2 separate regions of the Mus musculus genome follow, and region 2 is linked to region 1. The links are chromatin contacts, called in public promoter capture Hi-C maps. All regions are on one chromosome and are shown on one strand. Each heading gives the region's core, a stretch centred on a gene start, on an enhancer-like site or on the middle of the called end of the contact. The rest is flanking DNA. Distances are from core to core; before and after follow the strand shown.

The links. Capture Hi-C pulls out chosen DNA fragments and counts their contacts.
Region 2: a contact with region 1 is called in a promoter capture Hi-C map of adipose tissue, with 2.7 times the contacts expected there. The contact joins the promoter of Cs here to the promoter of Dtx3 in region 1. A contact is called at or near these places in 2 of 39 promoter capture datasets (the C10 cell line and neural stem cells) and 2 of 9 other capture datasets (adipose tissue and liver).

What each region holds. Positions count from the first base shown.
Region 1 is chr10:127,193,193-127,198,843 of GRCm38.p6, forward strand. It overlaps Dtx3 (deltex 3, E3 ubiquitin ligase), which reads right to left and starts at 2,517. Exons shown (of 6, transcript NM_030714.2): 1 at 2,502-2,517; 2 at 1,218-1,442; 3 at 538-611; 4 at 1-165. The coding sequence starts at 538. F420014N23Rik (RIKEN cDNA F420014N23 gene) reads left to right here and starts at 2,057. Exons shown (of 3, transcript NR_045716.1): 1 at 2,057-2,275; 2 at 3,945-4,002. Pip4k2c (phosphatidylinositol-5-phosphate 4-kinase, type II, gamma) reads right to left here. Exons shown (of 10, transcript NM_054097.3): 10 at 3,875-5,651.
Region 2 is chr10:128,334,886-128,340,386 of GRCm38.p6, forward strand. It overlaps Cs (citrate synthase), which reads left to right and starts at 2,842. Exons shown (of 11, transcript NM_026444.4): 1 at 2,842-3,074. The coding sequence starts at 3,033. Gm51822 (a long non-coding RNA gene) reads right to left here. Exons shown (of 2, transcript XR_003949053.1): 2 at 2,254-5,501.

The sequences.
Region 1 (5,651 bases), core at 1,267-3,766:
CAGAAGTCTCGCCATCTATGAGGATGGACACCCGATGCTCCTCCCGAAGCCGGGCCAGCCGGGCTGGGGTCTCCTTGCTCAGGAAGTCCCACACAGGCTTGGAGACAGTCACTTTGTTCTTGCAGGAGCCTCCACAGGCTGCCATTCTGGACAGGACGAACGACACTGCCCCCAGGGTGAAAGGGACTCAGAGTGGGGAGTCCCCATTTGACAGATAAATGTGCCTCTTACTTCAGGCTCCTTCTGAACCCCCTGTGTTACCTCTGTTTCCCTCAAAGCCAACCCCCAACACTGCCCACAAACCGGTTGGTTTTCTATCTCCACTTCTGTCCCATAGCCCAGCACCCTCTGGGCACAGGTTTCCATATTTCATCGTTATCTAAGCCAAGCACCAGCCCTGCTTGCTTCTTTCATTTCTCCCCTGAGCACAACAACCTGCCCCTTCTCCCCAAGATGGAAAAAAAAAAAGGTTCCTCCAAGGGAAGGAGGCTCCCCACCCCTACCCCACCCCATCCCACCTCCGTTTGCTTTGCTCACTTTGATCCGGAGGAGCTTAGAATTGGCATGCAGGCTCACTCTCCTTTCCCCCTGATACCTGGAGATCCTGTGGCCTGGTGGAATGGGAAAGAAAAGAAAGTAAGGGGGCTGGAGAGATAGCTCGGTGGTTAAGAGCACTGACTACACTTCTAGAGGTCCTGAGTTCAAATCCCAGCAACTACATGGTGGCTCACAACCATCTGTAATGGGATCTGATGCCCTCTTCTGGTGTGTCTGAAGACAACAAAAGTGTACTTATAATAAATAAATAAATAAATAGATAGATAGATAGATAGATAGATAAATAAATCTTTAAAAAAAAAAAAAGCTGGGCAGTGGTGGCGCTTGCCTTTAATCCCAGCATTGGGAGGCAGAGGCAGGCGGATTTCTGAGTTTGAGGCCAGCCTGGTCTACCAAGTGAGTTCCAGGACAGCCAGGGCTACACAGAGAAACCCTGTCTCAAAAAAAAAAAAAAAAAAGAAAAGAAAAGAAAAGAAAAAAAACAGGAGGAGGAGGAGGAGGAGGAGGAGGAGGAGGAAGGAAAACTATTCCCCAACCCCAAAGCCCCAACTCAGGAGCCCTTGAAATGGCCAGGAACCTGGGGTAGGGGTACTGGAAATGGGGATTTCTTGGAATACAGGAGGAACCCGAAAGCTGAGGTTCTCCTGGGGCACGGGTACCTGAAAAGACCACAGAGACGAAGGTAGCAGAAGTCCCTCCACCTCCACCTTCAGCTGGCCAGAGCTGGAGACGAGGAAGGTAAAGAGTTATGATAGCATTTCCTCAGCCAGCCCAGACAGAAAACGCTCTTCTAGTTCCTCTCCTCCCCTGCAGAATCCTCTCCAAGTTGCTCAAGGAACTTCATCAGGCTAATTCCTCTTTTCCCCCCAGTGCAGAGGGAGATCCTAGATGCAGATAAAGACAGGAAGGAGAAAAAAAAAAAGGGCCTCACAGGATGAAGGTCGTACACGCCACCTCCCTCAGATTACACTGACAGAAATATCTCCTAAACTCCTCGCTTTACGTTCTCGAATAGTTCAAGTCCCTGTTGTTGACAGAGACCTTTCCTTGAGAGCCGGAAGTCTGTTAGGGATGCCAGCAAAGTGTTAGCAGTCCCGCAATAACAAAGTTCTCATTGTCACCTTTAAACCCAGTGCCCGCAGAGCTGCTGTCAGCTGCAAATCAAGCAGGAGCTTGGCTAGAGGGACCCGAGGTTTTCCCCTGAGCCCTGTCACAGCCCAGCTCCAGGGCCTTTCCCACAACACAAAGTGCAGCTCAATTAGGAAGAGGGGCCATTCATGTGACCTCAATTCCTTGTGATCCAAAAAGAAGCCTCTGTCCGTTTGTGCCTCCATCATAGGGTCCTTGAGATGAAAACCTAAGCATCTCAACCCGCATGGTCTGTGCACGGTGAAATGCCCCCTCCCCACCAGAGAGAACCCAGGATCTAGGTGTCCTAGCTCCAAGTCCTGCTGGCACGGCACAGGGAGGCGGGGCCACAGTTTAGTCTGGGTCTAGCATTCCTCTGGGGCAAACCAGGCCGGACACCAGACCAGCCTCTTCCTCCAGACAGCGGCCGCTGGCAGGGACGGCGAGAAAGGGCAAGGGTCCCCTGGGGAGGTGTCCACTGAGGCACCCCCCACCCTTCTCCCCGAGACTGCCCCCGGATCCATCCAACCCGAAACCAACTCCCGCATCCCTACTCGAGGAAGCCCCGGAGTCCCGCCGCTTGGTGAGGGTGTGTGTCCACCCGACTGCGGCCCTCAGAACCCCCAAATGGAGGCCAGGGCTGAAGGTGCGGGAAAGATGATGGGCCCGGGCCCCGAGGGCGCCCTCTTCTCCCGCGGCGCGCGCGTGGGGGTCCAATGGCGGAGGAGGGGGCGGAGGGAAGCGGGGGGCTTGTGAGGGTGCGGACCCGGCCTGGGGGGGCACGCGGTGGGTGTGGGGGCGCCGGGCTCACCTACCTCTCGTCAGCGCCGCCATTGCCGGTCACATGACTGAGGCTGTTGCTGGGATGACGGTCCGGGCCTTAGCAACAAGGGGCGGGGGGGTGGGGGGGAGACCCTGAGAAGGTGGAAGGGGATGCCGGGGTGCAGACCGAGAGAAAGGAAGGGAGAGCACCCCTCCCCTTGGTGGGTGATAATCACCGTTTCCTTTGACCCCCTCCTACCCGGGAGCCCCTGCCTCTGCCCCAAAACAAAAATGGAGGCGCAGTTCCAGTCTTTGGAGGGAGGGGTGGCGTCATGTAGCCGAGGGTAGGAGGTTAAATCCCTTAGAAACGCCACTCTCTTGGCTTCCCCCTCCCGGAGGAGACCTCTCCCCACTTCTTTCCCAGCCAACTGCGTTGCACTCTTAGGAACTGGTAGGGGTGGGAGCAGTGTCGGTGGGTATATAGATTGAAGGGGAGGGAAATTTTTTTGAAGTCTTACGCTGGAATATGTTGGATGGGAAGTTTAAAAAAAAAAAAGGAAAACATTGGTACTACAAAATAAACCCTGTGACTAAACTACTTCAATCCCCTCCCTCAACTCTTGCCTCCTTCCAGACTGTTACCTCCGGTGACCCCCCCCACCCCCAACCCTCGCAGCCTGTTACCAGAAGTGGGCTGGTGACTAGTTTTCCACAAGTAAGGACACTGGTCTGTGCAGAACGTGAGGTGGATAGATCCTTTAAAAATGGCTCAGGGTGGTGTTAGTGTCAAGTACATGGCTCAAATAGAGTTAAAAATTCCCAAAGAAAAAAAGCTCTGCTCCGCTCTGCTTCCCGTCAGAGCTGTCTCCGCCTCCTCCAGCTCACTTCCCTGGGGCTACATCAAGCCAGGTTTTTCCACCAGCCAAGAGACCTCCTCAGCCAAGAGAAGAGGTACTGACTCTCCCAGACTAGCACCAACCACGTCATCCACCCCTCTCCATCCCCTCCCCCCTGAACTGGAGGACTGGTCACTCCTTCACTTTCCCAGGACCCTGCTGGACTCTTCCTGGCCTCTAAGCAGATAGCTTTCCCAGGAAGTCTGCGTGAACAGAGAATTCCTTCCCACAGAGCTGGTACCCCAAGAGGCCCACTAAAGTTAACAGATGGAGGAGCAAGAGCATAATGAAGACAGACACACCATCCCACTCCCACTCTGGCCGCCACAAGGTTGGCGACTATTTTCCCGCTCCCATGTCCACCCCACAACTCCAAGTCCACAGTCATCTTAGAACACCCCCCCCCCACACACACACACACATACTCAGGAGCCCAACACCTTGAAGACCAATATTTTTCAGTTGGACTCTGTAACTCTTAAACATAGGATGGGTTACTCAGTTTTTTAAAAAACAAAAACTTCTGTGAATGACTTAGATCAAATAATTTATTTTATTGTGATATCGGGAGTAAATATACATATTTTATTAACAAAACAGATGGAAAACGGAAGCAGTAAGTGAAGATGGCAACACTGCCCACGACCACAGCCGCACGGTGAGACCCCAGTTGTTAAGGGACCGGAGTCACTTATTGCATTCAACAGGGGAAAGGTTGCTTGAGGGATGGGAGACTCAGCAGGTCCCACCCACCCCAACCGGGCACCCATCTTGCTGCTTCCTTTGGTGAGGGAGGTGGGCTTCTCCCTGAGGACCTCATGGACACACAGCAAAGCAGCTCCTTGCCTTCAATGCCCACCCCACCTCCAGAGCGCCAAACAGCGAAGATGAGTGGCTTGCTTCCAAAGGCTTTAGGCAGAGACAAAGACAATCTATCTCTCCTTAGAATCATTTTCCCCAAGATGGTCTCCTGTTTCCTTGGCTGGCCTCAACCTCGTCAAGTAACTAACTGGCGATGACCTTGAATGCCCCATCCTGCTTACCACTACTTCCCAGGGCCAGGAGTGCAGGCGTGCACCGCCACGCCTGGCTTAAGTGGTGCTGGGGGTGGATCCCAGAGCTTTGTACATGCTAGGCAAGCACACTACCAACTCAGCTATGATCTCCAGCGCTCAAACCCAAACCTATTTGGAGTGTTCCTGAGACCAGGTCTCACTCAGTAGCCCAGGCTGGACTTGAACTCTCAGAGCCTCCTGAGTGCTGGCTTTACAGGCACGAGCTGGGAGAGCTAAGATGCCTAGCAGGTCCTCTCCATTCTGAGGATGGCGTGCATTAATATTCAGCTGTCTTTGGAGAGGACTGGGTGGATTGAGTTATGGCTCTGACTCCTCTCTGGGGGCGGAGAGGGGAGATGACAAAGAAGGCCATCTGTCCCCTGGGAGACACATTAGCAGTGGAAGATGGGACAGAATAACAACTCCAACCAGAAAGGGTTTTGAGAAGGAGGGGGAGTTCTAGGTACACATGCCCCAGGGATGCGGAGGCTCCTTCACTCGAGAGCTCTATCCTCCCCAAATTATGGAGATGGTACTGTTCCCCTCTGCTAGAAAGAAGCCCAGGAGTAGTGAGACAGGAAGAAAGGGTGTCACCCAGGCAATGAACCCTGCACTCCGACCTGTCCCGGCCTCTACTGCTCTCCCTGCTCACCAGCAAGGCACAGGGTTGTGGGAAGAGCAGCCCGAGTCTCACACCTGCACCTAAGCTCGGGCACCGCTAGCCTCTGGGCTCCTGCACCCAAAGTGCTCACAGAAAGAGGTGGACGTGGGGTGGGGTGGGGTGGGAGAACGGGAACAGTCGGGAACAGTCGTTGCTCCACAGGGACCTTCTCCATCATCTGCATAGTCACAAAAGTCCGCTTAGGCTTAGGTCCTGCCTTGTGAGGTGCCAGCCTGCTGACCACTCCCCACCTGACCTCCAGGCCAGACTGTCCATGTGTGAATGCCTGCACCCACATCTGGAGCATCCTGAAAGCCCTCCATTCCAGGGCTTACCAGGGAGGAAGCATGCCACAAAGTGCCCCATAAAAGTATCAGCAAAATCCAGACATTCAGTTTCTTCCACTCAGCAAAAGTGCATCCAGGCAGTTGCTTGAGCCAAGTCCACTGTTCAGTCAGGTCCCGAAGATGGCAAACAACCCCTCCCCCAGCTCCTCCTATTTCATAGAAACAAGATATTTTTCAAAGATCAAGGCACTTAGAAGAGTCGACAATAACACTCTAAAGAAGCAGGAGGGCTTACTGGGAGCAA
Region 2 (5,501 bases), core at 1,592-4,091, 1.1 Mb after region 1:
GTTTTACAGATGGGCGAAACTGCATAGTTCTTATCTTTTAAAGTACCTTTATAGCAACACATTGTGCTGATGTCTCCAGGAGACTGCAGACAGTGATTCCCGGGTGTGGTTCAGTGGAACGACATTTGCCCAGTATGCAGGGTGCCTTGGATTCCTGGTAGCTAGGGAGTAGATGGTAAAGCTTGGCAGAGCTTGACGTGAGCTCTGGAATGAGGTTGTGAATTCTAGCTAGGCCAGCTATGAGCAATGGCCCTTGGCCGGACATTTTATCTGAGTTGCCTTCTCTTTAAAGGTACTATTACCTACATATTATAGAGTTGCAAGGATTAATTAAGGTGACTCATGCACTATAGTTAGATAGTGACTTGAAACAGTAAGCACTGCATTGTAGCTTTGTTCAGCTAAGCGTGGCAGTGTGTGTGTGCCTGGGATCCAGGAGGATCACAAGTTCTCCACCAACTTAAGCAATTTAGCGAGATTTTTTTTTTGCCTCAAAATAAATTTAATTTTTCTTTTAGATAGGATCTCTTTATATACTCCAGGCCATCCTTGAACTTACTGTGTAGCCAAAGATGACCTTGAACTCCAGAGTTTCCTGCTTCCACCTCCCAAATGTTGGGGTTATAGATACATGTGCCATTCCTGGTTCCTCACCATTTTTAAAAACAGGGCTTTGATGTAGCTCATGGCTTAGCATATGTGAGACTCATGTAACCATATACACGTTCCTGTACACACACACACATACAGAGAGAGAGAGAGAGAGAGAGAGAGAGAGAGAGAGAGAGAGAGAGAGAGAGAGAGAGAGCAAACTACTGTCTACTGTCTACTGAAGTTTGTTTACCTATAGGAGATAATGTTAAGACGATTCTAGAGCCCGAATTCTCCCACTTGATCTTGACCACCAGGGGGCACCGTTGTCCCTGAGCATTTTGAATCTTCCCAAGGTCACAATTATGTCAAGTCTTTTCTGTGGCCCCTTCCTGTTCTCATGCAGGTATATTTGGACCTAGAGTTTTCTTAGCTGTTATATTCATGCCAGTCTTAACTTTCCCACCTATGTTCAGAAAGAAACTGTAGGGCTAGGGGTGTGGTTTGATGTTTGAGTATTAGTAATAGCATGTTACAAACCGCATTCACTCCCAGCAATGAGGGACAGACTGATACAGACTCAGCTTTTGGGCGAAACCACTTAACCCCCTTCATCTCTGGGCTTTCACATTGATTTTATAACAATGGACATCAGGATTAAATAACTTCAAATAAATAAAAATTGGACGTTAAAGTACAGAATCCTATCAAGGGGCTTAAAAAGGATGGCATTCTCTCTGTAGTTATTAAAACTCCAGTTACCATTATGGCCACCCAATAATTGTCCCTTCAGCAGCCTCACCTGATGGGGACAGCCTCTGGTTACTTACGGCACTGGAGTTCAGGCCTCTGATCTGCTAGCTAGTCTCTGTGGATAATTAACTATGGGGGAAGGAACCAGGTCAGACTATTCTGGGGTTATGAGGAAACCCCATGTGAGATGCTAAATTGGGAGCCAATATTGATCAGTGAAGCTTTGAAGTCCCCGGGGAGGTGGTCTAAGGTTATTGCTTCTCAAGAGGCGCAGCTTCTCTTGATAAAGTTCTCTCATAAGAACTACCTGACTTCCAAGCTAGAACAACACTACTGGGCAGATATGAATATGTATATGAGAAAACTTGAGGAAATAGGGGTTTTCTTTCTCTTTTCCAAGTCTAAGCCACAAACTACATCCTCTATAAACAAGGACTATCTGAACTTGGCTTACATGGATACTGAGACCTCTGCACTTTGTTACTGTCATGTGGTGAGATAAAAGGATTGTACATTTGAGGCTTGGTGGTTACAGATAAGGTGCTCTGATCATTGGGTCAGCTTCTCTCCACCCTTAGGCCAATTTCACAGTAGGCACAGGAAAGTACAGAAGTTCTGAGGTGTTCTACCCCGGGGCATTTAAGAGTGATGTGTAAGATCATTAAATCCTTGTGTCATTCACTGCAATGTTTTCTGAGGGAGAAATAAGAGAGAGAGCCAAGTAGGATAAACGTCCTCGAGTCCTTTGGAAATACTGTGAATGATGGGACGAAAAGAGAGTGTCTAACACCTGATCTTGAGTGGAGAGTTGCAGCTCCTGATCCTGTGTCTGAGGTGGGCTGGCTCTATGGGGTTTTATGATATGGGGTTTTATGAAGAATGTCAGAATCATAAGGCCCAGGACCCAAAGACTGAAAGGTTCCTTCATATTAAGGGGGCTTTTGTAAGACTTAGACTCCATATAGTTCACAAACATCACTAAACATTCAGGCTTCTGGTTTTGCTCTTCTCCACATAACGGGGTCAGTATCTGTAATTTCAAGATTTCTTCTGTTCACAAATGACCATCAAGCAACTAACTCTGGCATCATAGCGGGCTTTCTGCGTGATGTCACCTCCACGGCCATGAAGTCATTAACCAAAGACATTCTTTAAGAAAGCATGCCAAGCAGGTAGAGGAAGTGCAATGGTCAGTTGCAGTGTTCAGTGACCTTCAAACGTCGCGTGCTGGAGCTTTATCTTCAGCATTCTCCGGAGAACCCGAAATGTGTTAAGGGCAAAGGGAAAAGCCAAAGAAGGAAGTTAACTGAGTTCTCAGGCACATCCTTAGACACCTACAATCCCTTTCCCACCCACTCCTAATTAGCCTAATCCGTACGGTCCAATCCTCCCCGCGATAACATCTGTCAAAGGCTCAGATCCCGCCCCTCTTCCATTTTGGGCCAATGGTCGAGGCCGGGGTGGGTCGCCGGAGGGGGGCGGGCTCAAGTTTCGGGCAGAGGGCGGGGCCTCGCCGAGGACCCTGGGCTGGGCGCCTGTGCCGGTTTGTCTACCCTTCCCCTCAGCCGCCTCCTTTCAACCTTGTCCGCCGGTTGGCGCGGTCTCCATCACAGCGGCGACCGCTCCTGTTGCAGCTGTAGCTCTCTCCCTTCGGTCCCTTCCCGCCAGGTCCCGGAGTTTCGCCCGCCATGGCTCTACTCACTGCAGCAACCCGGCTCTTGGGAGCCAAGGTGAGCTTAAAGGAGGGAGCGCGCCGTGGCGCGCGGGGTGGGGCTGAGGCGACCGCAGGGCCTCCGGCACCGGCTCTCCCTCCCACACCGGAGCGCAGCCCTCCGCGCCTTAAAGGGGCCCGACCCTGGCGAGCCGCCAACCCTTCCCAGAGCTCCTAGGCCATGTGCTGCGTGCCCTTCCGGCTAAGGTGAACGCTGCCGGCCCCGGCCTGCAGCCCCCGGCGGCCGGGAGGCCCGCCTTCTGTCATATCAAGTATCCAAGGTGCAAGCGAGGGATGCAGGGCCCTGGCTGCAAGGCCAGAGAGCAAAGATGTGGCGTGGTCCCCCGAATTAGGGAGAGAACTGTTGGAGGAGGAGTGGGGGATGTATAAATATGCTCACTTGGTCACTGGGGCTAATTTGGGCTCTGCTTTGTAGGGTGAGTCCTGTCAGGACCTGTTTCTTTCCTCACTGTAATTGAAGCCTGTAAGTGACCCCGCCGTTTTAGTTTTGTTAGGGGACTAGAGCCCCCCAGCTCCTCTTTGTCCTTGGGACTCCTGCACTTAATGTATATAGGAGGAGCTTGAATAGGGTGGGGCATTTCTGTTAAACCTGCTGATTATGTATCACATCAGGCTCTAGGTAGAACCAGAAAGGTTGTTCCTCCAAGCTACAGGCCAATAAATGAAGACAGGCGTGAGGTAGTAACACCAAGGTCACATGACTCAATTCTACTACCTACCAGGAGTACTTCCCCTTATTCCCTGGCGGCCCTTTAATTTGATGGTTTGCCTTTTGAATTCTGAAGTTCAAGTCCAAGTAGGGATAACTCTTAATTTCACGTTATCACTACTTTTTTGCTCAGCATAACTTGGGCCTTTAAACAGAGACCCAGCTATGCTGAGGGAATTTCAGCTCTAACCCAAGTGGGGACAGTCCCACAAATGACCTTGGCTTCTGTTTTAGTTTTAAAGGAACTAATAGGTTTTTCTCATCAGTAGATAGTTTGAAGCAAAGTACACCTGGAGGAAAGAAAAGACTTAGAATGGTATTAACTTTCTGTGTGAGATGCATAGTTGTCAGATGTACCACAAAACTTGTAGGGTTTATCTTGGGGCTTTTCTGTGTCTGGCAACAAGGTAGAGACTGGTTATTTGGTAGACACTTGTCTTACTTGGCTGTTGCTACTGCTGCTGCCAGGGAACTGGGTAAGGAAACCTCTTGGGAAATGAAGCAAGTTCTAGACGGTGTTTGGCAGAATGGTGGACCTATAATTAGATCGGTTCAGGAGCTGCTAACCCAGACCAGATAGTCTAACACAACAGTGAACTTGAAAAAGCCTTTGGTTTTACTTTTTTTTTAGTTTATCTTGCTTCATAAAGCCCTAGGAAATGTCATAATGCTTTGGGAGGGTGACTGGGCCACATTTGTGTTGTCATTCTTTACTTTTATGTTAGAAGTGAAGTTGAGGATCCCAGAAACTTTGCTAGTCTTTTGTACTCTGTTGGTCAAGTTGCTTGAGTTGCTTGAATCTCAGTGTGCCTTGCACTGAGCATGATGGTACGTGGCTGTAATCCCAACACTGAGGAAACGGAGACAGTGGGTACATAGTAAGTTTGAGGCCATCCTGAGCTACCTGCTTCTCCCAAGAGGTGAGGCTTACTCTTGAAATCAGCAAGGGCAGCCAGGTGGTGATGTCACACACCTTTGCCTGCAATCCCAGAGGCAGGTGGATCTCTGTGATCTGGAGCTGGAGACCAGCCTGGTCTACAGAGTGAGTTCCAGGATAGCCAAGACGACACAGAGAAACTTTGTATACAAAAAACAAAAAACAAAAAACAAAACAAAAAAACCCAAAACAACAACAAAAAAATCAGCAAAGCCCAGAAACAGGACATGGGGACTCTCAACTGTAAAACAAACACTGGGAGGCTTAGACAGGAGGATCATTACAAATTCAAGGACATCCTGGGCTTCACAGATGCACAGACTGCACAAGTGTGAGTGATTGCTGTGTAAGCATAAGGATTGAGTTCAAATCCCTACCTCCACCTAAAGGCCACGTTTAGTTACATCACCTATGACCCTTATTGTGCTGCGGTCGAGGGAAGAGTGGAGTCAGATGGAACCTCAGGGTATCCTTTGCCAGTCAGTCTGTCAGGAACCAGGTTTTAAGGAGACTTTCTATTCAGATTTTAATAATAAGGTGAAGACCAGTGGAGGAAGACACCTGAAGTCACAGACACACAGGGAATGAGAACAGCAACAATAAAACAAAAACACAAAACTGTCAAAGTCTAACAAAGTTAAGGAGTAGAACCTGGAGAGGGCCATGCAGCATAACTGGGAGTCTGGGGAGCCTTTCAGCATATCAGCATTGCTCTTATCTGCCTAAGCTTTCTAAATTAGACCCGTTCCCTTAGTCATTGGTGACCAGTTTTACTTTTT